2 separate regions of the Macaca mulatta genome follow, and region 2 is linked to region 1. A link is a contact called in public Hi-C data. All regions are on one chromosome and are shown on one strand. Each heading gives the region's core, a stretch centred on a gene start, on an enhancer-like site or on the middle of the called end of the contact. The rest is flanking DNA. Distances are from core to core; before and after follow the strand shown.

Evidence for each region. Hi-C and Micro-C count contacts between places; a contact is called where the count stands out from the background.
Region 2: a contact with region 1 is called in a Hi-C map of fetal cortex germinal zone, with 2.2 times the contacts expected there. The contact joins the promoter of MIER1 here to the promoter of SLC35D1 in region 1. A contact is called at or near these places in 2 of 14 Hi-C or Micro-C datasets (cortical neurons and fetal cortex germinal zone).

Annotation. Positions count from the first base shown.
Region 1 is chr1:173,558,329-173,564,985 of T2T-MMU8v2.0, reverse strand. It overlaps SLC35D1 (solute carrier family 35 member D1), which reads right to left and starts at 4,195. Exons shown (of 12, transcript NM_001258070.1): 1 at 3,606-4,195; 2 at 2,741-2,774; 3 at 2,559-2,645; 4 at 1,811-1,878; 5 at 239-310. The coding sequence starts at 3,808.
Region 2 is chr1:173,690,109-173,696,765 of T2T-MMU8v2.0, reverse strand. It overlaps MIER1 (MIER1 transcriptional regulator), which reads left to right and starts at 3,559. Exons shown (of 15, transcript XM_077954509.1): 1 at 3,559-3,664; 2 at 4,705-4,805. It overlaps DNAI4 (dynein axonemal intermediate chain 4), which reads right to left and starts at 3,422. Exons shown (of 18, transcript XM_015141821.3): 1 at 3,319-3,422; 2 at 3,232-3,316. The coding sequence starts at 3,400.

The sequences.
Region 1 (6,657 bases), core at 2,946-5,445:
GGCAGTAGCACAGAAATTCTAGAAAGTAAATCTCATGTTCAGATAGATTTTCAACTCCAATTCATGACCTTCCCAACTACCACTCCCACAAACTATCAATTCCAGCAGCCAAGAGAGAGGGTTTCTTCAACTTCTCAAAAGGTAAGGTAGGAATAAGACAAATAATTTAGTATCTCACATATGCTAGGCACCTTTTCAAGGTGATTTAAAGAACAGATATATTAAAAACTTAGCTCACTTGAGTAAAACTCCTTCAGCAAACATTGTAAACAGGATGGAGAACCTTCTCAGAACTGTAAACATTGGCAAGCTGAAAAAAAAAAGATAATTAGGTAAAATAGAATTTAACATTTTTTTTAAACTAAGATTTTCCAAACTGGTAGTTAAAATAATGCTATATTCTTCCATTATGGAAATTCCATACTGATTAATTTATGGTTAAACCCTTGCTTTTCTCTAGAAACAATTCCTACTTGAAAGCCTAAAAGAGTTGCTTTTAAAAAAACTACTAGAAGTGAGAAACATTAACTACAAAACTTTATTCTGCTAATTACGCAAATACTCTAAGCTGTAAACATGTTAGTTTTTAATAGAAAAAGGCTTCCTTCTCATTTTTTCACTAGTCTGACCTCCCTTCCCACCCACTAGACCTCCCAGAAACCATCTATGAAAATCTTATTCCATGAAATGTCTTGACTGTCCTTTTGTGGATCTAATTTTGTCTTCATCTAAATTCCCAGAGCATTTTGCTTGTACTAATCAAACATATAGCCTCTTGCAATATAGTTATTTCTGAATATATCTTATCTCACTCCAAAGTGAATTATACTTAGCTGGCAATCAAAGATAGGTGTGAATGAATGGTTGGATGAGATGGATGAAAAAAAGCACACTCTATACAAGCAGCACTTTGCAGAAGGCCTGCATTTCTTTCCCAGTGGGTAATGAAATGGAAAAGAATGTCCCACCCATGATAAATGTGACTTCCTTGGCACCCTCTTCAGAGATATCATCCTGGTCATTCTGTCAGGTTTCTTAGGTTTTAAAGGAAGAAATGAAAAACACCTTGTCCCTGATCCTCAGAAATCTGTCCATTCTATTTTATAATGCCAGGGTTTTAGCTTGTGTGGTAGTGGTGAAGCCACTGGTTTCTGTTCAATGGTTTCTCTATTTGTGTTGTTTTAATACCACACACACCCGATATGTACACTACAATAAGAGCAGAAGCCAGAAACTGGGAGGTTAGAGGGAAAAATAGTGTTACCACGGAGAGGAGAGCTATTGCTTCTTTCTGAAAGTAAGTATGTTGCCTCTACAGTTATATGCCATGGGTAAGATATTAATAATATTTTTATCAGGGTTCTATCTGATGTTACTTTACTTCACGTTAGAAGAAAGACTGCAAAAGTTCTTGTGCCTACCCTCTAATACTGCTGTGTGGAAGTTGCCTAAAATATTTAAGAGCTATATTAAAGAACTGAAATCCCGGAAGCCTAGTATATTATCTTCACTATTGTGGCTCTAGAAAAATAATAAAAATCTCCTATCACAGCATTGTATAACATTTTAAGACTTCTGACATCAAAATGAGGGGTAAAAAAACAAAAACAAAAAACTCCTTTTCTCTCCAAAGAAAACAGCATCAACTAAAACCTTTGGCACCACCTTCATTATTTAGTAGTAATAGAAGCTTTCTGGTCCTTTCATTTTTTTTCCAGAATCAATAACAATGTGTTAAATATTTGACATTCAAGTACAATTTTAAGAATACATTATATTAACCTCACTAGTAAAATAAAGTTATCCATACTTCAGTTTCTTTGTGCTGAACAGTCCCGTGATTTGGTTCCCAAAATATAGTAGAGGTAGTGGAAACGTCTAGAAAATTTAAAAAGGGATAACAAAACTCAATAATAAAGATAGCTAAAACAAGGTCCTTTCAAACAGAAACAATTTTATTTGATCAAAATTTTTTCCACTTAAAACATAAGATTAGTTCTCATATACAATTTTGACCCCCAAACACCCAAACAACACTTCTCCTTGGATAAACAACATTACTATGGCGGAAAGAAAGGGAGGAAGGCAGGGAGAAAAGACAGAAATATGAATATGATCAATGTGAGACAGAAACATTATTTGCTGTAAAATATGATCATGTATTAGAGCCCATGGCTCTAAAGTCAGCAGAAAAAGTAAAGGCAATTCATCGTCATTTGGAGTCAAGCAGAGGCAGACAGAAGAATATAAAATAAACCCAAAGAATAATGAATGCAGGATACCTGGGCTAGATTAGATGGATACAGAAACTACAAAAAACTGTTGTACTCTCAACAAGTGTGCATTAATTAAAAACAAAAGAATATTCCTAGGTTATTTTTTCTCTTAAGTTTAAAGAGATTGTAGGCCTACTACATTTATTCTTTACATTCATTATAACTACTCTAGACTGGGCATTTTTGAGGCTGCAGTTTTTAAAATACGCAAGGCACTGATAAAATATATTAATACATAGCGACTTCATTTCACAAAATAAAGTATTGCTTTTCTTCTTTTACCTTTCGAGGTACATTTCTGTCAAGGTCAGGAAACTTGACTACTCTGAGCGCCTTTCCCACCCAGAGAACTGCCACTGTGGCCACCATCTGTAAACAGAGAACACAGATTCACTGTTCTACACATAAAGACACACAGAAGTTCTAACAACATAAACCACGTAATGGTGAGGATTCTAACTAACCTGGCCAAGTCCAACACATAGTGAGGAGGGAAATCTACAAAAAAGGGCAAAGGAAAAACAAGGTCAGAACAAACCTGACTTAGCTCCGTGAATTCAATTTGCACATCGGCAACGTTAATGTGGCATTCCGATACAAGCCACACCAACGTCCGCCCCTAAATCAAACAAAAATCTTGGGAGAAAACTCCCTGCCTGTGGGTTGTCAGGCCACCCCGCTGATGTAGCCTCGGGCGGCCGCTTGTCTCATCTTGTCCGAGTCTACCATTTCAGCCCGCTGCCTGCAAAGGATTTCTCAAGGCAGTGAAGATATAGATCTCTCCAACGGTTTCACATACCTTTAAAAAAAAAAAAAAACCAACTTCTGCCTCGGGGTCCCAGTGTTAGCAAAGGAATAACTGTCCGCCAGGGTGAGGATGCGCACGTCCCCAGAGGCTGTCAGAGGGAGCAGGGGACACTGAAGCCCCGGCTCCCTGTCCAGGCTGCTGAGGAGGGAGGCTTCCCTCGCTCTCCTCCCTGATCGACAGACATAAGGGCTCAAAAGTCACCAAAAGAGTCACTTTGCTCCATCTCTCTGAAGGGCAGGGTTTTCGGGGCGGTGCACCGAGGGCATGGCAGGCGAGCCCCAAACGTGCCGGGCCGGCCAGAGCTCCGCGCAGAGAGCGGACCCCTGCCCCAGGCCCGCGCGCCGAGCCGCTCCGCCGCCTGGGCCGCGCGCGTCAGCCGCCCGCCCTCCCCAGCTCCCGCCCAACTTTGTTCGGCTTTAACTTTGGCAGTCAAAGTCCAGGGAGTCGGCGCCCCGCCGCCGCCGCCGCCGCCGCCGCCCGCTCCTCCTCCGCGGCCTCCGCCGCCGCCGCCTCGGCCCTACCTGTAATTGGTGAGCACGCTCTTATTCACCACCACGATCAAGAAGGAGCTCACGCCGTAAAAGCCGGCGGCCAGCAGCTTCAGAAACACGGTCAGCGTTTCGGCCGACGCCATCCCCAGCTCCTCCTCATCTCGGAGTGTGGAGGATTTCGCGGGGGCTTCTCCTTTAACCCGAGCATGCTGACGTCTATGAACTTCCGCCATGGCTGCCGCAGCGGCGTGGGCCTGGCTGCTGGGCCTAGCGGCGCGGGGGCTTGCAGCTGCGGTTCCCAGGTGACCCGAGGAGTCGGAGACCGCAGACTAGGCCAGCTGCACGCTCGCCGCCTCGACTCCCCGCTTGGCTGCCGCCGGTCCCCGCCCAGGGGCAGGGACGCCGGGGTTCACACCCCTGGAGACTTTGCTCGGGCATTGTGCAACGCGGGGTCAGAGGGTAGGGCCGCGCCGGGCTTAGCCTGGGCAGGGGTTAGAGAGGGCCTGGAGAAGGGGCAGCGGCGACCCCCCTGCCCGAGGCGGACAAAGAGAACCCGGGGGAACTACATCGGGACACCAGAGCGCCGGGCGGCAAACCACAGACGCTGGGTGACAGTCGCTCTGCGCCTGCGCAAGAGCACGCGCCGGGTCTCCCCGCGGGATGAGTACCTGGGGCGGGGGGAGTCTGGTGGCCGAGGAGCTGGAAGGCCGTATTCTTCGGATAACCGCCGCAACATAAGTGCAGACCTTCCTCCCCTCTGTTACAGGTGGCCGGCCGAGTAGTTACAGTACATTGTGTCTAGACTAATTTTGAATGCTCTTTTAGTCTCTCTTGCAGGGGGCCAAAACCCTTCAAAAGTATCAGATGTGGATCAATAGTAAACACTCAACGAAAATTTCATTCTGCAGTGCCTCTGGCTTCATACATTTTCTGAACCCAGAAAACACCAAACAATACTTTCTTTTCAGATCGGGAAGTTTTGTTTGTTTGTTGTTTTAAGAAAAATGTTGACATATCCCAAAAAGTAGCAAGATAAGCAGCTTGGGGATTGGTGAAAGCACAAGGTGTTTGGAGCCTAAAAGACTTGATTTCCAATTGTAGGAGTCCTAGAAATGACGACCCCCAAACACACACTCCTTATTGTGTGTCTTGGACCAATTAGATGACCTCCTTGAACCTGATCTCTGTGGATGTATTGCTAGCAAAGAGCTAGTTTTCGGTAAATGGTAGTCATTATTGTATAACAGAAGCAAATCATTATGATCAGTTTAAGCAAAGAAATTACATATTGAACTTTAATAGATTAAGAAAGAAGAACTTTGAATTATTTTTCTAAATGCTTGGTCTGTATCTTTTTAAATTTCTTCTTTTTTTTATTTTTTTTTATTTTTACAGTTTGGTAAACCAGGTATAGTGGTTCACACCTGTAATACCAGCACTTTGGGAGGTCAAAGCAGGTGGAATGCCTGAGCCCAGGAGTTTGAGACCTTCCTGGGCAACATAGTGAGACCCTGTCTCTACAAGAAAATAAAAAAATTAGCCAGATGTGGTGGTGCACCCCTGTGGTCGCAGCTACTCAGGAGGCTGAGGTGGGAGGATGGCTTGAGCCCAGGAAGTCGAGGCTGCAGTGAGCTATGATCATGCTACTGCACTCCAACCTGGGCAACAGCACAAGACCATCTTAAAGAAATCAATAAATAAATTGTGGCAAAATATACATGATATAACATTAATCATTTTAACCCTTTTCGAGTATACAATTGAATGGCATTAACTGCATTCACATCGTTTTACAACCATCATCACTAATCCATCTTTAGAACTTTTTCACCATCCCAAAGTGAAACTCTTTCCCCTTTAAACAATCACTCCCTGTTTCCCTACTTCCTTCCCTCTCTGCTATTAATGAGTGTTCTACTTTCTGTCTCTGTGAATTTGACTACTCTAGGTACCTCATATGAGTGGACTCATGTATTTGTCCTTTTGTGATGAACTTACTTCATTAACATAGCTTCTTCAACGTTCAGCCACAATGTAGCATATGTTAGAATGTCCTCCCTTTTTAAGGCTGAATAATATTCAATTATATGTGTATAATTGGTTTATATCTTTTGAGTTACTTGAGAACACCTATGTTCTTCAAATGTTTCTTAAAAAACTGGCACACAGGATGAGGTTCTTAACGTAGCCTAAGGTGCTAGATAATGTGGTTCCTACCCACATCTCCAGAGGCACTATTCACATTTCCCTCCCTTAAGGTGCAGATAAATCAGCAACGTGGGTTCAGGCTTCTGTGTCTTTACTCTCATTATTCCCTCCATCTGGACTGCTTTTTCTCTTCCTCCTCTCACCCGGCTCCTGAAAAAGTCTTACATTTCCTTCCGTATTTTGGCAGAACATTACCTCTTCTCTGGGCAGCCTTCCTTCACACTGCCCCCCCGCTTCCCTCTACATAATTGATCTCTCTCCTTTGCACTTCTCCTACCGCATCTTTATATACCCCCTTTATAGAATATCCATCTGCTCCTGCTGCTATAACAAAATACCTGAGACTGGATAACATATAAAAAATAGAAATTTGTTTTCTCACACTTCTGCAGACAGAAGTCCAAGATCAAGGTGCCACCTTAACCACTGCATCCTCTGAAGGGGAAGAACACCATGTCCTCACATGGCAGAAGGGACAGAAGATCAGAAAGGGACAAACACTGTGTGAAGCCTCTTACATAAGGCATGAATCCTACTCACAAAAGCAGAGCCCTCATGACTTAGTCACTTCCTAAAGGCCCTGCCTCTTAATAATATCACATTGGTGATTAAGTTTCGACATATGAATTTTGGAGGACACATACAGACCATAGCAAAGGGGCTTTGCATTACTTGTTTACATATCACTCTCTTCCACTAGACAGTTGCTTCTTGAGGACAGAGGCAGGCAAGGATGCCTAACACAGTTTAGATATTTTAGTCGATTGAATCAGTGGAAACAAGGAAAATGATTAAATCTCTTCCTCGACTGTTAACTTCAAAAGGAAAAATAACTAAAACAGTATTTTAAGAAACATCCTTGTAGAAAAAATTA
Region 2 (6,657 bases), core at 2,310-4,809, 130 kb before region 1:
GCTAAAGGCAAGGATCTAACACAGGAAAAGAGAAAGTGGAAAATTGACAAATATTTGCTTCATGAGATCCTTTCCAAGGTCAGGATTAAGTCCTAAAAGGAGGAAGATGAGAAATAACAAATTAGGCCAAACCAAAAGGTTGTAAACTTGTCTGTGAAACTTCGTTTTAATTAGATAACATGGCTACTGCAAAAAATAAAGGTTATACTACTTCCCATCTCCCACCCCATTCTTTCCTCAATAATGTTATGAAATTGTCAACATTTAAGAAACTCCCAAAGGAATTTTTCTTACACTTCATACTATGAGTTGGACAGTTTTTGTATTTTTCAATTTAATAAATTCAATTTCATTTTACCTTAAAATTTCCATACCTGAAGGTGAAAACAAAAACCATACAAGATAAGCAGTAACCAAAGTTACTGAAGTAAATATTCATTCAGCAAATATTTATTTAGCACCTTCTTCATTCTAGGCAATGGATACCGTAGTGAACAAAACAGAAATCTCTGCCCTTTTGGAGTACTATCCTTAGGTGAAGACGGATTAATAAGCAGGTATACTATAAACTTGCAGAAAAACTTTTTTTTTTTGAGATGGAATCTCACTCTGTCAACCAGGCTGGAATACAATGGCAGTGATCATGGATCACTACAGCATCACCTTCCTAGTCTCAAGTAAACTTCCCACCTCAGCCTCCCAAGTAGCTGGGACTACAGGCACATGCCACCACACCTGGCTCAATTTTTTGTAGAGACAGGGATTTGCCATGTTGCCCAGGCTGATTGTGAACTCCCAAGCTCAAGCAATTTGCCCACTTCAGCCTCATAAAGCGGTGGAATTACATGCATAAGCCACTGCGCCTGGCAGGAATAAATTTTATGGAAAAATTCAAGCAAAGGTGAGGGATTGAAGAGTTCCAAGGGTGAAGTATTATTACTTTATATTACTTTGGAGCACAGGCTCCAAAGGGGGAACATAGTGTGCCTCATGTGCTGTGGAACAACACGGAATGTAATTAGGCAAAGGGAAGAGTCCATAGTGAGATCCTCTGGGGTCCTGTAAAGAGTTTTACTGAGTGAAATGGAAAAAACTTGAGAAATGTTTCGGGCAGAACCACATTGATTACTACCTGGAGGGTGTTGGCAAGGAGACTATTTAGGTGGGTATCACAATGTAACACAGTGATTTACATGGGAGTGGTAGTCTGGATTTATTTGGCAGGTAGAAATGGTAAAATTTGCTTATGGAGTGAGGTATAAGATGGAAGTCAAGGGTAATCCCAAGGTTTTTCACCTGAGTAATTAAAGAGTGGAATTTGCCATTTACTAAAATGAGAAAGATGGCAGTTAATTAGAAAAGAGAGAAAATATTATACACTTAGTTGTAGATGTGAATTTTGAGATGTTCATTGACTTACAAGTGCAGGTGTTTTTTCTTAAAGTCTGTTTTCTTGGGAGAGGTCTTAGCCAGAGATGAACATTTGTGAATCATCATTATAGGTGATACTTAAAGACATCAGAGTGAAGAGGTTTATGGACTGACCCAGCAACACCAATACAGTCCTGGATCGTCAGCTATGAACCACATATACAATGGTGATCTGGTAGCAGAGCTGAAAAATTCCTATTGCCTAACAATGTCGTAGCTGTCACAACATTCAAGCACAAGACATTACCTTTTCTATGTTTACATACACAAATACTTAGCATTGTGTTACAATTGCCTACAGTATTCAGTACAGTAACATGCTGCAGGTTGGTAGCCTAGAAGCAACAAATGTATTTTCATCATTATGCAAACACCATTTACTGTACTTACACAAATCTCGATGTATAGCCTACTACAGCCTGGGTGTACAGCCTACTATACACTTGTAGCCTAGGTGTATAGTAGCCCATACATCATCTACGTTTGTGTAAGTACACTAGAAGATATTTGCAAAATGCTGAAATTGCCTAACAAGGTATTTCTCAGAAGGGTCACCATCGATGCATGATTGTATTTAGTTATGATAGTGAGGAACAGATACCAGCAAAGGATCTGGAAAAGGAGAAACCACGAACTAAGACAAGAACTAGGAAGAGTGGTTTCTCAGAACCCAAATACAGCTTTTCAAAGCTCAAGAAGTAACAAACTAGACCAACGCTGCTTCATTGAACAAAGAATGAAACTGTGGATCAGCCATTGTATTTGGCTGCATGGCTATTGCTGACTTGCATAGAAGCTGTTTTGGTGGAGCGGTAGGATGGACAAAAGCGTGAGTACCATATTCGAGAGAGAATGCAAGGTTCTCTCCCAAGAACTCTCAACAAGTTCCGCTGAAGAAAGATTAGCTGAGGTGGAGGAGATTGGAGAGGGGAAGAGAAAACAAGTAATTAAGGAACTTTGGAGGAACTTAGTGGACAGTATTATGGGCAGTACTAAGGAACCATTTAAAGACAAGTCCACATAGCTGTGTGCTTTTCTCCAGTCTTGTCCAACTGATGCATAACAGTAGAATGCTGGAAGCAGGAATTAGTTTTAAGGTAAGATGGTATTGAGTAGAGGACAATAAAATACCTCTACTACAGAGCACAGCAATGTTTGGCCTGGTGGCTCACAGAAGCTGAGGCTCTTGAACGTCTGGGCACAGCATGAAGGCATCAAGCTTGAGAGATTGCAGGCCTTAACAAACTAGAAGTGCTAGGAGGAAGGATGGTTCTAAACAAACCAGGTCTTTTCTCACAGAGCAAGCACAGCAGTAGAGATTTTATTTTATTTTATTTTTTAGACAGAGTCTCGCTCTGTTGCTCAGGCAGCAATGGCACGATCTCGGCTCACTGCAACCTCCGTCTCCCGGGTTCAAGCAATTGCCTCAGTCTCCCAAGTAGCTGGGATTACAGGCATGTGCCACCAGGCCCGGCTAACTTTTTGTATTTTTAGTAGAGACCAGGTTTCACCATGTTAGCCAGCCTGGACTCGAACTCCTGACCTCAGATGATCCAACCGCCTCAGCTTCCCAAAGTGCTGGGAATTACAGGCGTGGGCCACCGCGCCCGGCCCAGTAGAGATTTTTTTTAAAGACTGTGGTAGGTCGATAAAGGAGCCATTTGTCGCCTGGGCGCTTCGAGGTCTAGAGAATGAACCCAGTTGGGGTACGGCCCTTTCCAAATCCAGAAATATCTATTAATAGAAGGGCTCCCTCCGGGACCCAGGGGGATGGACTACGGTTTTAACGCCGGAACTTACAACCTGAAGTTCTGCTGCTTGTGACTGCCTGCCGGAGAGACTGGCATGGTGGCGACCAGCTGGGGAGTGGTCCACCACCCCTTTTCTGGCCGCCTCTGAAGTCCCTGTACCTCCAAGCCCCTGCGTTGGCGGTTCGGGCCGAGGATCCGGAATGTTTGCCGGGCGTCATGGCGACGGTGGAGCTCTGGCTCAACAAGCGGCCGCGCGGTTGGCTGGCGGCACGAGGCCGAGGAGGAGGGCGGAGGCGGAGGGGAGGGCAGAGGGTTGGTGGAGCAGGAGGAAGCTCCGGACGACGACTAGAAGAAGGAGGCGGGCGGCCCGGGCCTCAGGCCCCTCCCAGGCTCTGAGTCTCCCGGCTGCAGGCGGATGGATGGGGCTTCTTCAGGCGGTGGCGGCAGCAGCGAAGGTGGCGGCGGCAGCAGCGGCAGCGGCTGTAAGTGCAGCCTCCACAAGCCATCTTTCCCCTTCTGTTCCAGTTTGGGATGAGGGGCTCCTGAGGTGTCCTCAGTCCCCTTTCTCTCCTTCCCCTCCCCCACAGCAGTGTACCGCCCGGAAGACCCTTAACTTCCGGGGAGGGGCTGCCTCAGAACGCGCCTGGCTTGCTCGCCGTCGGCGGCCGAAGGCGCATGCGCAGCTCCCTCCCCGCCACCGCCCACTACCTCCCAGCGCCGCCCTTTTGCCTTCGCGGTGGCGGCGGCGCGCTGGGAATCCGCTGCGGAGTGAGTTCGCCTCGCCCCGTTCGCTTCGGTCCCTGATCCCAGTCGGGGTGGGGCTAAGCTGACCACCCGCTGTGGCTCCGCCTCTTTCTCCTGTATTTCCCTCACTTGTGTCCCAGTCCCAGGAGGCTCCCGCTTGCACTGCAGCCTTTATGGTGAGCAGCGCCCTGGGCCAACCTGCCCTTTTCGAATGGAGTCAGGGAGGGAGGAGAGACTCGAATAGGGTATTACTGTGAGGAAATGAGGTCCTCCTAGCGCGTGGGAGGATCCCTTGGGACAGATGCTTGCCGCTCTTTAGTCTTGTTGTTTCAGCTTGTAGTGGTTAGGTCCCTGGCCTGGAGCCTGTGTGGTCCCTGCATGCTGTGTGACCTTGAGCGAGTCACTATCCCTCTCTGGGCTTCAGTTTTCCCTATTTAAAGCTTCCTCCAACGCTAGAATTCTGTATTTCTGCAGAAGAACTTACGTAATTACAAGATTGACTTGGCTATTGAGGCCGCTTCACCGAGATGACCCGGAGTTGACTGAATCTTCTTCACTCATGGGTGGAATGAGGCGACCTATTTATTGGGTCGCTTTTATTCCTTTACCATTGGTTGCAAATTGCATGACTTAAGGCTCATTAAATGTTTTTCTAAAATTGTCATGGGATCCTTGTCCTAATTCCCGACCATCTTTTTAAACATGTGAAACGGTAGATGGTGAGCTTGTATCTCGTTTCTGTCTCCTTGCTACTGAGGCTCTCTTTCCTTTGATCCAGATGGTGTGGTCGCTCGATTCTCCCAGTGCCTGGCTGAGTTTCGGACGTGGTTAAGAACCAACTGGTTGAGGTTCAATGCAGACAAGACGGATGTGATGCTGGTAGGCAGGGGTACGCTTGGAGATTAAGGGAGGGAAAAGCCAAACTCCCTCAAGTAATGTGAGATTATATTACTCTTCTTATATGTTCCAGTGTTTGAGAATTGATGGGCCAAAAATTTCCAGAATTTGGGTGAGATAAAAATAACATGTCATCAATGTAAGAACCATAAACATACAGTTTGTAATATACTGATAAAATGGGGCCACTGGATAGAACTGTGTAAAACTTATGAAAAGAAAATCCAAAACTGTTATTTGAAGAACCAAAAGCCTACATAAGTGTTTTAGAGTGGCATTAATAATAAAAAATGAGACTAATGAAAAGATGATGCTGATTGTCACTATAGATGTGGGGCTTCTAAATGTAATAGGCTAAGTTTTTTAGATTTAGGAATTTTCAACCAAATTAGTAATTATCCATACAATTTTACCACCACATCATAAAGGCATAGTGTAGGCTGTTGCTTTTAAATAAAAATTTCAGGAAATAGTTTATAAACTAATCTCAAAAGAGACTCATGGACCCTGAAAATTGTTAGATACAGAATTTTTTAGTTTTGGATGTGTTGTATTAATCTATTTCAATCAGCTAACCCCAGAGGCTAAACTGTTATAAATACAGTATTTTCTTGGTGCATTTTGAGAGGTACCTTTTTGGATTGCATAACAGGTTTATATATGATATATATATATGTTACTTGTATTTGAATCAGGTGTTGGTACTGAATAAAAGGTTATATTTCTTAGGTATATGTAAATTGCTGAAGAAGTTTGTTCATTGGTTCGTTTAAGGTACTGGTTGAAGTAAGATTGTGATACTAAATGCTTTTGTTAAAAGCATAATAATAACTGAGGGGTTTGTGTGTGCGTGCGCCTTATAGCCTCTATAGAATTGTTTAATAATTTTGAATAGAAGATTCAGTAAATTGCTTACAAATGATTTATCAATATAATAGGAGTTTTGAGTAGCTTAATGTCATAAAAATTAATGTTAGTTTGCCCGAAAATAAGGCAGCTTTTAGGTGGGCAATAGGAGCTGAAGAGGCATTTATTCAGGCTTTCTATAGTGGTTTTTTGTTTTGGGACATTAATCACAAACCTCACATAAAATTGGAATTCACCACACTTTTTTAGTTTAAAGATTTTATACACAATTTCAACAGAACTACTGTTTTGGATATCACATTAATAAATAACAAGGTGTAATTAAGCAGACACAATTAATGGTGCATTTTCTCATGCCTTTAGCTCTGTCATGTCCTATTTTCAACTCTTCTAGTATGAATAGGCTTTAAAAATATTTTTTTTGTTAACCCAAGTATAAATATTAACTGTTTGCATTTGGATACAAAGAAGATATCTGTTGAATTAATCCAAAGTGCTGAAGAACTAAGGGTAATGGATGGAAACAACAAGGAGGTAGATTCTGGCATAATAAAAGAATGTTTTAAACATTTGAACTTTTTTTGAAAAGAGGAGCCTTTTTATGAGATATAGTGAGTCACTGGAGGTGTTTAAACATAGGCAAAAAGCCTGGTAGTAGAAGCATGATGAGAGATTACTATTTTGACAGAGTAGAGACTTGACTAAAAGATCTCTAAGGTCCCATCCAACACTAAAATTCTGTGACTAGTGAATAGTTAATTTTTATATATTTAATACTGAAGAGGGTAAGTAAGCATTTTGAGAAAGACTTTTCATTCCCTAAGGTGGCTCCTGAAAATTTTACAGTTAAGTGTATCACTAAAATAAAATAATAGTGGAAGTATACTGAATTCAGTGGTAATGTGTTACCTATGAATTGCAGTATTAGAGCTGTTTCTTTTTTATAATATCTGAACCTAAAAAGACC